Regions from separate parts of the Triticum aestivum genome. Here region 1 is linked to region 2. A link is a contact called in public Hi-C data. All regions are on one chromosome and are shown on one strand. The core of a region is the stretch at or near the end of the contact, and the rest is flanking DNA. Distances in the headings are between cores, read along the strand shown.

Region 1 (6,222 bases), core at 2,592-5,091, 510 kb before region 2:
TACTGTAGTAATTTATTCCGTGTTTTTGGTTGTACTCCTGGAAATACTGAGGCAACCACTTTAGAAGCAAGCAGAAACCCTATGAGGTATGCCATATCTTCTGATTTATTTATTTATTTATTTATGTTTATGTTGTTATGAACGGTTATACTCTACTTGGACATGGGCTAGTCCAATTTGTGCATAATTCATAAGCACCTTGCATCCGACATAGTTCTATGCTTCACTTAGTTCAATATGGCACTGCCTATTCTCCTGCTATTCTGGAGCTACCTAGATTTCTTCTATATGTTTCATTTATGATTCATATGCCAAGTTGGTGGGATTACCAAATACTCGACATAGGTGAACAGTGACCAATTAGTAGTAGGTATAAACACAACAATGTTCACCGACCCACACTCCTAACATAAATTATGTTTTCTAAACCTGGCTAATTATTTCTTCATTTGTTGGGATTGAAAACTGTATAGGCGTCAGGTTGCTAATCCAACAAGGCCTACAAGAACCCTGACCTCTTTGACCCGTGCTGTGAGGAGAGGTAAGTGTCTCTTGTATCATAGATTTGATTATTTCTGTCACATAGGTAGAGTAGATTGACCTACTTCTCCTTGTGCAAATGTTGCACAGGGGGTGAAAATGCAGGAGCCGATGGCAATGGGAATTCTAATGACTTCTCAACAAAGTTACTCCATCTTGCGTGGCACCCAACTGAGGATTCCATTGCGTGTGCTGCTGGGAATAGCTTGTACATGTATTATGCATAGGGAATGTGCTAGAGAAGATTCACTGTTTTTGGTTTGTTCAATGTGAAAGCTTGGGCCTTGCACATGCAACCAGGGAAATGGTGCAGGACATTGTCGTCAATTCCGTGATTGGGGTCGAAAGAGGCGGTTGGCACCCACGGGATGGATATCCTTCAACTCCAAGCATAGCAGACTATTTCCTTCTGATTCTTTAGTAAATGTGAAACACAAATTCTAATCGCACCAAAGTTTTTGGGTCCCAAGATATGATTGTAGCTGCATGTGTAGCCAAAACACCAGCAGTTGGAGGACAGAGCAGAAGATAGCAAGTCTGATTCTAATTTCACTTGGTCACAGGAAATATCTGCTTACTGTGGATGTAAGAAATTTGCTTCTCTTCAAATGTAATGTAATGCCGCCTAGCCAGGGTTAACCATCTGCTGTCACCAACGGTGAAACATCTGTGGACATAAATTATGACTTGTAGTTCTCCCCCCTTGTTCTTTTGTTGGTGGTCCAAACTTACAATAAGTTTGCAGGTGTGACTCAACTCCTGCTGCATGTGATCGGCTGTGACCTATAAGTTGTATATGCTACATTTTGCCATGCAAAACTCACAACTAATGATATGAATTCTTGAGTATTCATGTCTGGCCTGTGCAATATCTATGCATTTTTGCAATCCTCTTTAGATTATGCATCAATTTTATTACAGTGTAATGCCAGGACACTCTGACTAGCTCCTTGCCAGAAGAATATTTGTTTTTTTTCTATGTACACACTTCACTTGATTTGTAGTATTGGAATTCTTATATAGTACTGACCTAAACGTTCTTATATACTCCCTCCTTCCAAAATAAGTGTCAACTTTGTACTAACTTTTGTGCAAAATTGTACTAAGTTTAAGACACTTATTTTGGGATGGAGGGAGTATTAAGTTTACAGAGTAATTTTTTTCATGATGTTTTTTCTCTTTATGTATGTTGTTTATTCAGTTTTGCTAAAACACATCTAGATGTGCCCTAAGTATTGCATATCTAAGTCATGTATCATTAATTTTACATGAAGATTCATGCAGACATTTACTTTTGCCTTTTTTCTTTTTCTTTGTAGTGTGATTTGATTGCTTAGATGTGCAATAACTAGGACAAACCCTTGTTTATTTGTAGGATTGGAATCCTTAGGATGTTTTTCCTGAGGATAGTGACAGTGTTTTGGAGTAAATTGCCGTCCACTGATATTTGTTCCACAATATATATGCATGACTAGCACATATGCCCATGTGTTGCACTTGCACTGGTACAAAAAATTAACGCGTCCATTAGCGCGGCAATGGTACCATCCGAGGTAAAAAATTGGTTGTGACCATACTCAAGTTTCCAATGATTTTTTTCTACCCGGTGGCTGCGCACGCACTGCGGCATAAAAAATGCATATCAATAAGGCCGCTGCTACAAATCATCCGACTTATTTCCTCTGAAAATCAGTTGGGTCCGTAGTCCTCCGATTCATCCATAGATGGGCTAAGCACATCAGCCCGCTCTCGTCTTTCTCCTCCCGAGTCAACAAACCCAAATGTCGCACTTAGCAGCCTACCATCCCCCTGGCCGCCCTCTCTGTTGCTGCCAAACAGTGTCGCCGCTTCAGCACTGCTGCAGAGTAGAAGAACCACCCCGTGGCCGGCGACGACGTGGATTCAATGCAGCACCGGTGGCCGGCGACGACGTGGCTTCAATGCAGCACCGGTGGCCGGCAACGATGTGGCTTCATTGCAGCGCCGGTGGCATTCATTGGAGCACCGGGGCCGGCGACGTGGCTCATTGGAGCACCGGTGGCCGACGACGAGGGCTTCATTGCAGCTCCAATGAAGCTCCATTGCAGCCGCGGCGGAGCTCCAACGACCCAGACGACGCTCCATTGCAGCCGCGACGGAGCTCCAACGACCCGGACGACGCTCCATTGAAGCCCCGGGCGCGCTTCATTGGAGCGCCGACGTCAACGGCGAACGCTGCTACGCAGCACACGACAGTCATGGCGGAAGCTGCGACGTAGCACGCGCCGGCGATGGGGGAAGCTGCTATGCAGCGCGGGGGTGCTGTGGTGCAGCTTCGGCAGCTCTTCAAAGCATCCATGTCGGAGCTTCAACGACCTCGCGCGGTGCTCCAGCGAGGATGAATCAGGCGACGCCGACGGTCGTCACCTCCTCTGCTGCGACGCAGCGCGCGGCGACGACGAGCGAAGCAGCGATGCAACACGGTAATGCTGGGATGCAGCTCCGGTGACACTTCAAAGCAGCCATGGCGGAGCTTCAGCGACCTCGTGCGGTGCTCGTCGACAGTCGTCCCCTACTCCGCTGCAGTGATGCTGCTTGCTCACCTCTGCCGCGTGACCAACGAGAGAAAGGGGAAGGGAGCGGTTGGCACCCCCCCCCCCCCCCCCCCCCCAGCGACACGTGGTTTGCAGAGAGAGCGGCTCACGCGAGAAACTTTTCATCCGACTGATTCTAAACGTTTTCCTATCAATAATGCATCTCTAAAGATCAATTTAGGATATTTTTTTAAGCTGCCTTTGTGAGCACGTAGGATGTTTTTGTTTTAAATAAATTCTCTTTGGTTGGTCATATATGACTATGTGACTTTCTTTCTTCCGCGTAGTGTACATAGGACCCATATCTCTTATTGTCAGATCCAGCTATAGCTAAGTTAATTCTTCTTTTTTGTAGTGTACATAGGACCCATATCTCATCCTCCACTTCTTGTTTGTGCCTTGGCTTGTGACTATTGCAATTTACGAAGGTATATAAGTTGGTAGAATTTCTGTAAAGAGACAGGATGGGACTATTAATTAGTACTCCCTCTGTAAACTAATATAAGAGCGTTTAGATCACTATTTTAGTATTTTAAACGCTCTTATATTAGTTTACGGAGGGAGTAATAAAGGAATTCTATTTCTCGGTGACGCCCTCGGTGACAAGGAATTCTATTTCTAAGGTGGCACTAACTCTGTTTTTCTAGGCATTGGCACTAACTCTGTTGGCTGGCACTTTAAGGTATGTGGGGCTGCACAGATCAATTAGTGGCCCATATATAACAGCAAAACCTGGCCCAGGTGTACGCTGCTGGATATAATAAGGTGGGATGTATGAGAGGGAGCTCCTATGCAGCGCTGCAGGCGCCCGTTAACGATCCGGCGCCTGCAGCGCTGCTAGCATCAGCCGGCCCACTAGCGTCTGTCCCAGTTTTTTATTTTTTTATTTTTTTGTTACGAAAATACAAATATGAAATCAAAAAAGGTTTACAGATTTAAAGAAAAATGGTTCATCCATTTTAAATAAAAGATTCGTATCTTTAAAAAAGGTTCATCAATTTTGAAAAAAGTTCATCAATTTGAAAAAAAGTTCATTCAAATTGAAAAAAAGTTCATCCAATTTAGAAAAAGTTCATAAAATTTGAAAAAAGTTTATAGAAATTCAAAAAAAGTTCATGTATTTTTAGAAAAAGTTCATTAAACTTAAAAAAGTTCATAAATAAAAAAATTCATCCATTTTCAAAAAGATGTTCATCAAATTTCAAAGTAGCTCATCGATATTCAAAAAAGTTCATCAACCTACAAAAAAACTGTTGAAATTTTTAAAAAGTTCATATATATTCAAAAAAGTTCACAGAATTTTCAAAAAAGAAAATGTCAACCGGCGCATAGATGGGCCAGCGCATAGGCGCCAAATAGGAAATGCCCATACGAGACCGGAGGACTCTCGATCGTGTGCTCGATCAGGAGACGTGCGAACCCAGGTAATATTAATGACCTACCGCACTACGCGGGACGAAACTAAGAATATCACTTTGTTTAATAGTAGGTATAGATATAGAATAGATATAGATATAGATATAGATTTGAAGATTTTGGTGAAGGGGAGCACAAATGGAAGTCTCGGCAATATGCATAATTTGGAGATTTTGGTGGATGCATGTTTCCGATATTCAACTGGATAGGCTTGGCAATGTTCAGCCAAATGGGTGTATCACTGCTGGCCCAACCGAATGATCCTTTGGAGAGAGGACTCAGGTCGTCGGAGCTTGTTACGCCTAAGAGCATCTTCAACAGCTGTGTGACGTGCTAAAAAATCGTTTACAATGTTGTAGTCGTGAGTTTTTGCGTGGCGAAGAGCACTTGCTTCAGCGGCCGCTGGAAAGTATAGCGCGCACGAGCCGCTCCAGTAGCTGCTGCAAAAAAACTGCGCATGCACTCTAGCACAAACAATATATGCACTTCAAACAGAACCAAAAAGATCAAACACAAATAAAATAAATCAACAATAAATAGTTCAATTTTATTATTACAACTCAAACAAATAGTTTATCTAGCAATACAACAAATAGTTCAACAATACAACATCAAACATACAAATCATGATGCTCTTTGTCGGCCATTCTATGTCCACCACGTCTCGATAAGATCCTTCTGAAGATCATCATGCGTTTCAACACGTTGAATGGCATGATAGGAGGCAACAAATCAGGCCACCCTCGCAGCCCTCCGCCGCACTCGCACGGATGTCCCAAGAGCTCATACTGAGAGTAGTATAAATTTTGGCCACGCTCATTCTTGATGATCATATTGTGCATGATCACACAAGCATGCATGTTGTATCAAAGCATCTTTTGATCCCAAAATCTAGCCGGTCCTGTAACAATGGCAAATTGGGCTTGCAAAATTCCAAAAGCTCTCTCCACATCTTTCCTAGCCGCCGCCTGAGCATTGTGGAAATCAAGTTTTTTTCTTACATTTCGGTTTTTTCAACGGCTTCACAAATGTTTGCCACTTTGGGTAGATGCCATCCGCAAGATAGTAGCCATAGTTGTATGTATGGCCATTTGCTACAAACTGCACCGATGACAGTTCACCATTTGTAATCTTATTCATGAGTGGTGACCGATTAACAACATTGATATCATTCAAAGATCCAGGCATTCCAAAAAAAACATGCCAAATCCAAGTCTCTTGATCGACCACTGCTTCAAGGATTATAGTGGAATCCCTTTTTTGGCCGTGGAATTGGCCATGCCATGCCTTAGGACAGTTCTTCCAACTCCAATACATGCAATCTATTGAGCTAAGCATACCTGGGAACCCGCAAACTTTGTTCATCTCCAAAAGCCTTGCGGCGTCTTCATCATTGGGAGATCTCAAATACTCCTGGCCAAACACTTGCACAATTTCGATTGCGAAGCGCTTGCCACACATGATGGCTTGACTCTCACCCATGGCCAAGTGGTCATCAACTAGATCAGCCGGAATACCGTATGCCAACATATGCAAAGCGGCTGTCACCTCCTGAAAGGTGCTATGCTCAAGCTCTCGCGCGACATTCCTCCTTTGCTGAAGAACCGATCATGGCTCGCCAATCTATCTGCAATGCACCTGAACAACTCGGTGCTCATTCTAAACCGGCGCCGGAAGTATGACTCGGGGTACA
Region 2 (6,270 bases), core at 1,732-4,231:
TTTTCCGAACTCTTTTGTCCTAGAGGGCTTGTGGGCCCCCTGGACCTCCTCCGACCCTAATTCCAGCTCCATATATTCCTATTCAGGGAGAAAAAAGTCGGAGAGAAGGATTCATCATGTTTTACGATAGAGAGCCGCCGCCTCCTATTCTTCATCGGGAGGGCTGATCTGGAGCCCGTTCTGTTGGAGAGGGGGATTCATCGCCATCATCATCACCAACCTTCCTCCATCAACAATTTCGTGATGCTCACCATTGGCATGAGTAATGCCATCGTAGGCTTGCTAGACGATGACGGGTTGGATGCGATTTATCATGTAATTGAGTTAGTTTTGTTAGGGTTTGATCCCTAGTATCCACTATGTTTTGAGATTGATATTGCTATGACTTTGCTATGCTTAATGCTTGTCACTAGGGTCCAAGTGCCATGATTTCAGATCTGAACCTATTATGTTTTCATTAATATATTTGAGTTATTGATCCTATCTTGCAAGTTGTAGACACCAATTACGAGTTATGATCTGCATACCCCAAGGTGACAATAATTGTGATTCTTTCCGGTGATTACCGTAGTTTGAGGAGTTCATGTATTCACTAAGTGCTAATGCTTTGCTCCGGTTCTCTATTAAAAGGAGGCCTTAATATCCCTTAGTTTTCATTAGGACCCCGCTTCCATGGGAGGGTACGACAAAAGATGTCATGCAAGTTCTTTTCCATAAGCACGTATGACTATATACGAAATACATGCCTACATTATATTGATGAATTGGAGCTAGTTTTGTGTCACCCTAGGTTATGACTGCTACATGATGAATATCATCCAACACAATTATCATTGCCGATCCATTGCCTACGAGCTTTTCGCATATTGATCTTTGCTAAGTTACTTTCATTGCTACTACTGTTGCAATCACTACAAAACTGCCAACGTTACTTTTGCCATTGTTATCGTTACTTCCATACTACTTTGCTACTAAATATTTTGCTGCAGATATTAAGTCTTTCAGGTGTGGTTGAATTGACAACTCATCTACTAATACTCGCGAATATTCTTTGGCTCCCCTTGTGTCGAATCAATAAATTTGGGTTGAATACTCTACCCTCGAAAATTGTTGTGATCCCTATACTTGTGGGTTATCAGTGGTTTCAATCATAGCACTAACACCAAGCAACATGTTGCAACGGATGTTGTCGACGTCGGGGAAGAAGCCATCCGCACCCATGGTGAATAAGAGTCCAGCAGTCAAGCGAACCACCACGCTGGCGAGGTGGATGGTGCCGGAGAAGGAGCGTGTGTATGTGCCATCTTCACAAGCTCTTAGTGGTGTGTGTGAAGCAACCGACCTTATACGTTAGTATCCCACACCCTCCACTAGTACGACATGTCTAAACTTTTCACGCACATTGTCATGTAGGATAGGGCCATACAAGCCTCTGGAATTTTTTCTAGGAATTATTTGAAATAATATTGCAATAAATCTTCAATAGTTCCAACAAAAGGTAGTTTTTTTAGATATTTTATGCCATTTGCCACACATCATGCTTCATTCAAACTAGAGACTACTCTCCCCTCCTCCTCCAGCGGCTTCACCTTCCGGAGTGAGTGAGGAGGTTGGGCCTCTTTACAGGGTAGTTATAGGTGTAGACTTGCCCATGGGGCAACTGATGTTATGTCGTTAGATTGCAAGGCTCCGGTGCTTGCGTGCATTTCCCGATGCTTGTTGGCGTCGTCCTCAACCTCTCCTCCATGGTGGAGGTGGACCGATGGTTGTAGGTCCGGCACTTCCTACCTCAATAAGCACTGGGTTGCGCCAGGTGGTGTGGTTGTTCCCCTCTTCTTCTGCAGTCGCGGTACCGGCAAGGAGAGGTGTTGGAAGGTTCACCTTGACCTGGCCTCCTAGTGCTTGACCTCACTGGGCCCAAGCTTATGGCACAGGCGGAGTCATCCCTGAATTTGGGGAGGAGCCCCTAGCGTCCTGCTGGACGGTGGCGGAGACAGTGGAACAGCAGGGGCATTGCCCCCATAACATCACTGATTTGCTCCTAATTTAGAGATGAACAATGCCAAATTTGGAAAAACATTACCTGCATTACTGTAGTTTGTCCCCTGAAATCAAAAGTTTGTGTCATTTGTCCCCCCTATTTTTAATTCCTAGCTCTATCACTGAAGGCATACTATGGGGATCATACACATCATTGTCCATGGATTTGGAGGAGCCATGGAGCCCTTGTCGGCTGGCCGGCTATCTCTAATGATTCGTCGCATCCTCGGGCCAGAGGGCGGTGAATTTCATTCCTCCTAACAATGATGTCATTTGGGACGAACTGATGCTTCAAGGTGGTGTCTACGACGACATGATGTAGAAGTTTCGGCAGACCAATTGGTCTGGTCCCCGATGCCGACGAGATTGGAGCCAAGGGATGCAGCTTTGGATGTGATCACCTTTTTTTTCTGTCCAGGGTCATCTTTGTAAATTTCTGAGACATGTTTGTTCTTCCTTCCTCCTATAGGGTCATGTGTGTGAGATGCTTGATTAAACGAAGAAGATTACCGGACAATATATTTTGCAAGAGGTAGGTGCGTAACACTTAGGGCGAATTAATGGGCTTGTGGTGGTTACCCCGTTCCGGTTGGGTGCAATGGACCATCTTGGCAAATCACATCACGTCAGTGTTAATTAGCCGGCTGTTTACTTGGCTCCGTAGTGGCACACCTGAGGCTCTCCATGTTCCCTCGCGCGCGAGAGCATCTCAGCTAACGTACCAGGAAGGTGCGCCAAGACTGTGACTGCCACTGCCTTGGCACGCATTAAACATGCATGACGATGGCCATGCGACCGTGTGTTTTTTGTTTCTGATGAAAAATAGCCTCCCGTTTTTCCATGACATGTGACAGCACGAATTGTTCCTGCATGTGGCGTACCGTGAAAAGGCTCGACCCGTGCCTTGCATAGAATACTGCAAGCGCAACGAATACCTGTCCTGTTACGACCTGTAGGTAGAGCCGCCTAGGTCCCCAATCATCACGCCTCCCCTCCTTCTGGACGCCATTACCGATGATCCACTTGACAAGAACTGGCCAACACATCCACGGACGGGCCCGGGGGTGCACAATTAAGCAAGGAATGCTCGTGCTGCTGTGTTCTCAGACGAGATCACCCGATCGATCGATATCCTTCCATGCAAGACTTACATCTCTTCGTTCAAGCGTACAGATACAGTCACGGGTAACGTTGTCATATGAGGTCAGCAGCTGACCGTGCCAATGCGGTCGACATCCTTCCATGGAATGACTGTTCAAGGGTGCACACACATTTTTCGGTAATGTTGTCATATGAGGTGACAGTTGTGTAAACTTCTCCGGCAAGGCTAGGCTAGGCTAGCCCGGTGGGTCGTACTGATCTTTTGTACGGCCCCATCCCCTGTGCGTGCGTGCGTGCATGACCACGCGGTGGAGCGTCTTGTTCTCGTGACACTGCTAGTTGCTCTTGCGCGGCCGCTGATTTGCTGTTGGTTTTGTGATATTTGGGCGTTCAATGTGGCGCCCTGTGACAAGTCACAACGAAGCCCAAGAAAGATTTCTAGAAGCAAACTAGTAAGCGTGCATGTGCAACGCACGTCTCAAACGTAAAACAAGTGAATTTACATAATATAAAAAAATTAACGTTTTTAAAAATATAAATCAAATGGATACACAATGTTAGATGTCGCTCAAATTGTATTTCACAAACGAGACACAATAGTGGTTATGTTGCTGCATAGAGTAATAGCAGGAAAATATTCTCATTTAAATAAAATCAGCAATTATTTATTAATGCAGTAATATAGGCATGTAGTATAGTCTTCTCTTCGAGTGTAGCCAAGAAAAAAAAATATAAACTGCCTTACGGTGCAATTATATTGTTCAAGATGCTTAATTCTCGAATCTTATTTTATTCTACCAATCTGCATAGCAAAATATATATTTGTACTAATTTGGATCAAATTATATATTTTTTTTGGTTGTGTGGACTGCCAAAATTATATAGCTACCTACGATGGATAATAGGAAATAGAAGATGATATGTGACTACAACGACTTCTATATGAAATAAAGATGATTTACAAGAACTAATTGAAATGCAAAAGGGCTAAAAGAAATCCAATAATTATCATGATAGAAAATATTTATCCGGTTTTGTATGTGTTTATGCGTTGGCAACCATACTAACTTACAATGATGTAAGACGCTTTGTACGTATAGAAACTGAAATGAGTTATGAAGAAAAATAAAGATGGAAGAAAAAGTATTCTAGAGTATTTGTCAAGCTTAACCTTATCGAGCTTTCAGGTCAGCTTCTAAATTACAAAAAAATGATGAATCCTCAAATAAGAAAGAGCCAACAATTTGCAACATGCTACAAAACTGGTGAAGATAGAAAGCATTCATCCTCTTTTTCCTTGTTGTAAGGAGTAGCTTCAGCATACATTTGTAACTGTGTAATACCTGATCCGGAAAAAGTTGTTCATTATTATTATTATTGGAGGAAAGAGGCGCGCAGACAAAAAAAGAGAGGCGGTGCAAATAAGGCCTTAAACAGCATGTGACCCGTTTTAGATGTATAGAATCATATAACTGAAATAGTAGTACATCTTCAATATCTTGCCTCCTACTGAATCTTACATAATTTACTGGATTGCTATGCAATTATGTTAAAGTGACGCGTGTAAAGTTTTCTCTAAGAATGAATCGTATATTCTGGTTTCCAACCTATCCCTGGAGATAGTGCCTAGGCAGCGCAACCCACCTTAATTCCAGGTAAAGTAACGTCATATGTAAAACACACACTGATCAAATAGTACAAATAAGGCAATTATAATCAAGGGGATGTCGTTACCTCTTGATACGGTCCAGTTTAATGCATATGGTGGTACGAAGTAAAGCCCAAGGAAGTCGACATGAACATGAGAAATAATCATGGGAAATAGACTCTGCATCTTGACTTCTTCAGTATCCCTCTTGATCCTACTTTGTAAGACAAGATTGCTGCATTCTTATGTACATGCCATATATAATTACACATTTTCAGTACAACAATCGGCAACCTAAGATAATCCCAAATCTATAATTCTAGATTGCTTGAAGCCCCACGATTCTTATTTAATATGTAATGCACGTGCACCCACTGAACAGACACTTTGTCGGTGTGGGTGCTGCGAACGGCGCTGAAGTCAACGCAGATGCCGATGGTTACCGGAGACTATGCCCTGGACGTGGATGAAGTCGTCGCAGTAGCGGCAGAAGAGCGACTGGCCTCCAAACAGAAGACGATGGCGGCGATAGCATGTGTGTTTCCGGAGGAAGACGAAGCTCCTCGCGCTTCCCCCATCGTGGCTAGCGTGCATGATGGCGGCAAGCGGCTCGCGATTAGCTTCCTAATAGGATGGATGTGTCCGAGATAAATTTTTTAATAGGATGGATTTGTTTGAGATTAGTTTCCTAATAGGATGGATGCACTCTGATTTAGTTTTCTAAAATAGGATGCATCCGTGATTATTAGTTTCCTAATTGCTCAGGCGTGGAGTTTCATATTTTTCTACACGGTGGAGTACGGTCAGTCAATGTAAATTGCTAAGTGGATTTGTTTGAGATTAGTTTCCTAATATGATGGATGCACTCTGATTTAGTTTTCTAAAATAGGATGCATCCGTGATTATTAGTTTTCTAATTGCTCAGACGTGGAGTTTCATATTTTTCTACACGGTGGAGTACGGTCAGTCAATGTAAATTGCTAAGTGCATACAGAAAATGGTTTAGGTTAAGGTTAATCGTTAGATTGATTTTAGTGGCCTAATCGTGCGGTGATATTGGATCTGTGTATGCTTTGTGGAGTGTGTTTAAAGAAGTTCTTGTTTGATTATTTAATAGTAGTATAGATAAATGGTCCCGGGGATACCCGTTCACATAATCAGGTCCATCAAATATCAAGATCATAAACATGTGCGTGTGGGAGTCCGTAGCTATCCTACAGACAAAACTACAATAGTTACAAACTAATTTTAGGTTTGAGAGCACATTTTGTTACAGGCGTGTGTGGGACTCGTTGTTAAGGCAAAACAGCCGATATTTTCACCGCAAAGTTACAAAATTTAAATCTAAATTTCGAAGCTTTGCATGGCAGAATGGGTGGCAGTTCCTATTTCCCGTGGAAAAGCGCACACGGTATGGGCCAGCCAATGTACGGGCTTCGCTCGTGTCTTTCTCCAGCGGCTTTGGAAGGGTTCTAGATCCT

Evidence for each region. A called contact is a pair of places that touch in the nucleus more often than the background predicts.
Region 1: a Hi-C map of leaf shows a contact between it and region 2, with 5 times the contacts expected there. The contact joins two enhancer-like sites. A contact is called at or near these places in 3 of 5 Hi-C or Micro-C datasets (all in leaf).

What each region holds. Positions count from the first base shown.
Region 1 is chr6A:227,244,295-227,250,516 of IWGSC CS RefSeq v2.1, reverse strand. It overlaps the pseudogene LOC123127344. Among protein-coding and RNA genes, the nearest start is that of LOC123130583, 130 kb to the right of the region's middle. Within about 2 kb of position 3,841, at least 5 of the 8 cell types and tissues checked have an H3K27ac peak or open chromatin away from gene starts, as enhancers often do. A contact at or near this core is called in leaf, where this site is marked.
Region 2 is chr6A:226,737,577-226,743,846 of IWGSC CS RefSeq v2.1, reverse strand. No RefSeq gene overlaps it. Among protein-coding and RNA genes, the nearest start is that of LOC123127342, 120 kb to the right of the region's middle. Within about 2 kb of position 2,981, at least 2 of the 8 cell types and tissues checked have an H3K27ac peak or open chromatin away from gene starts, as enhancers often do. A contact at or near this core is called in leaf, where this site is marked.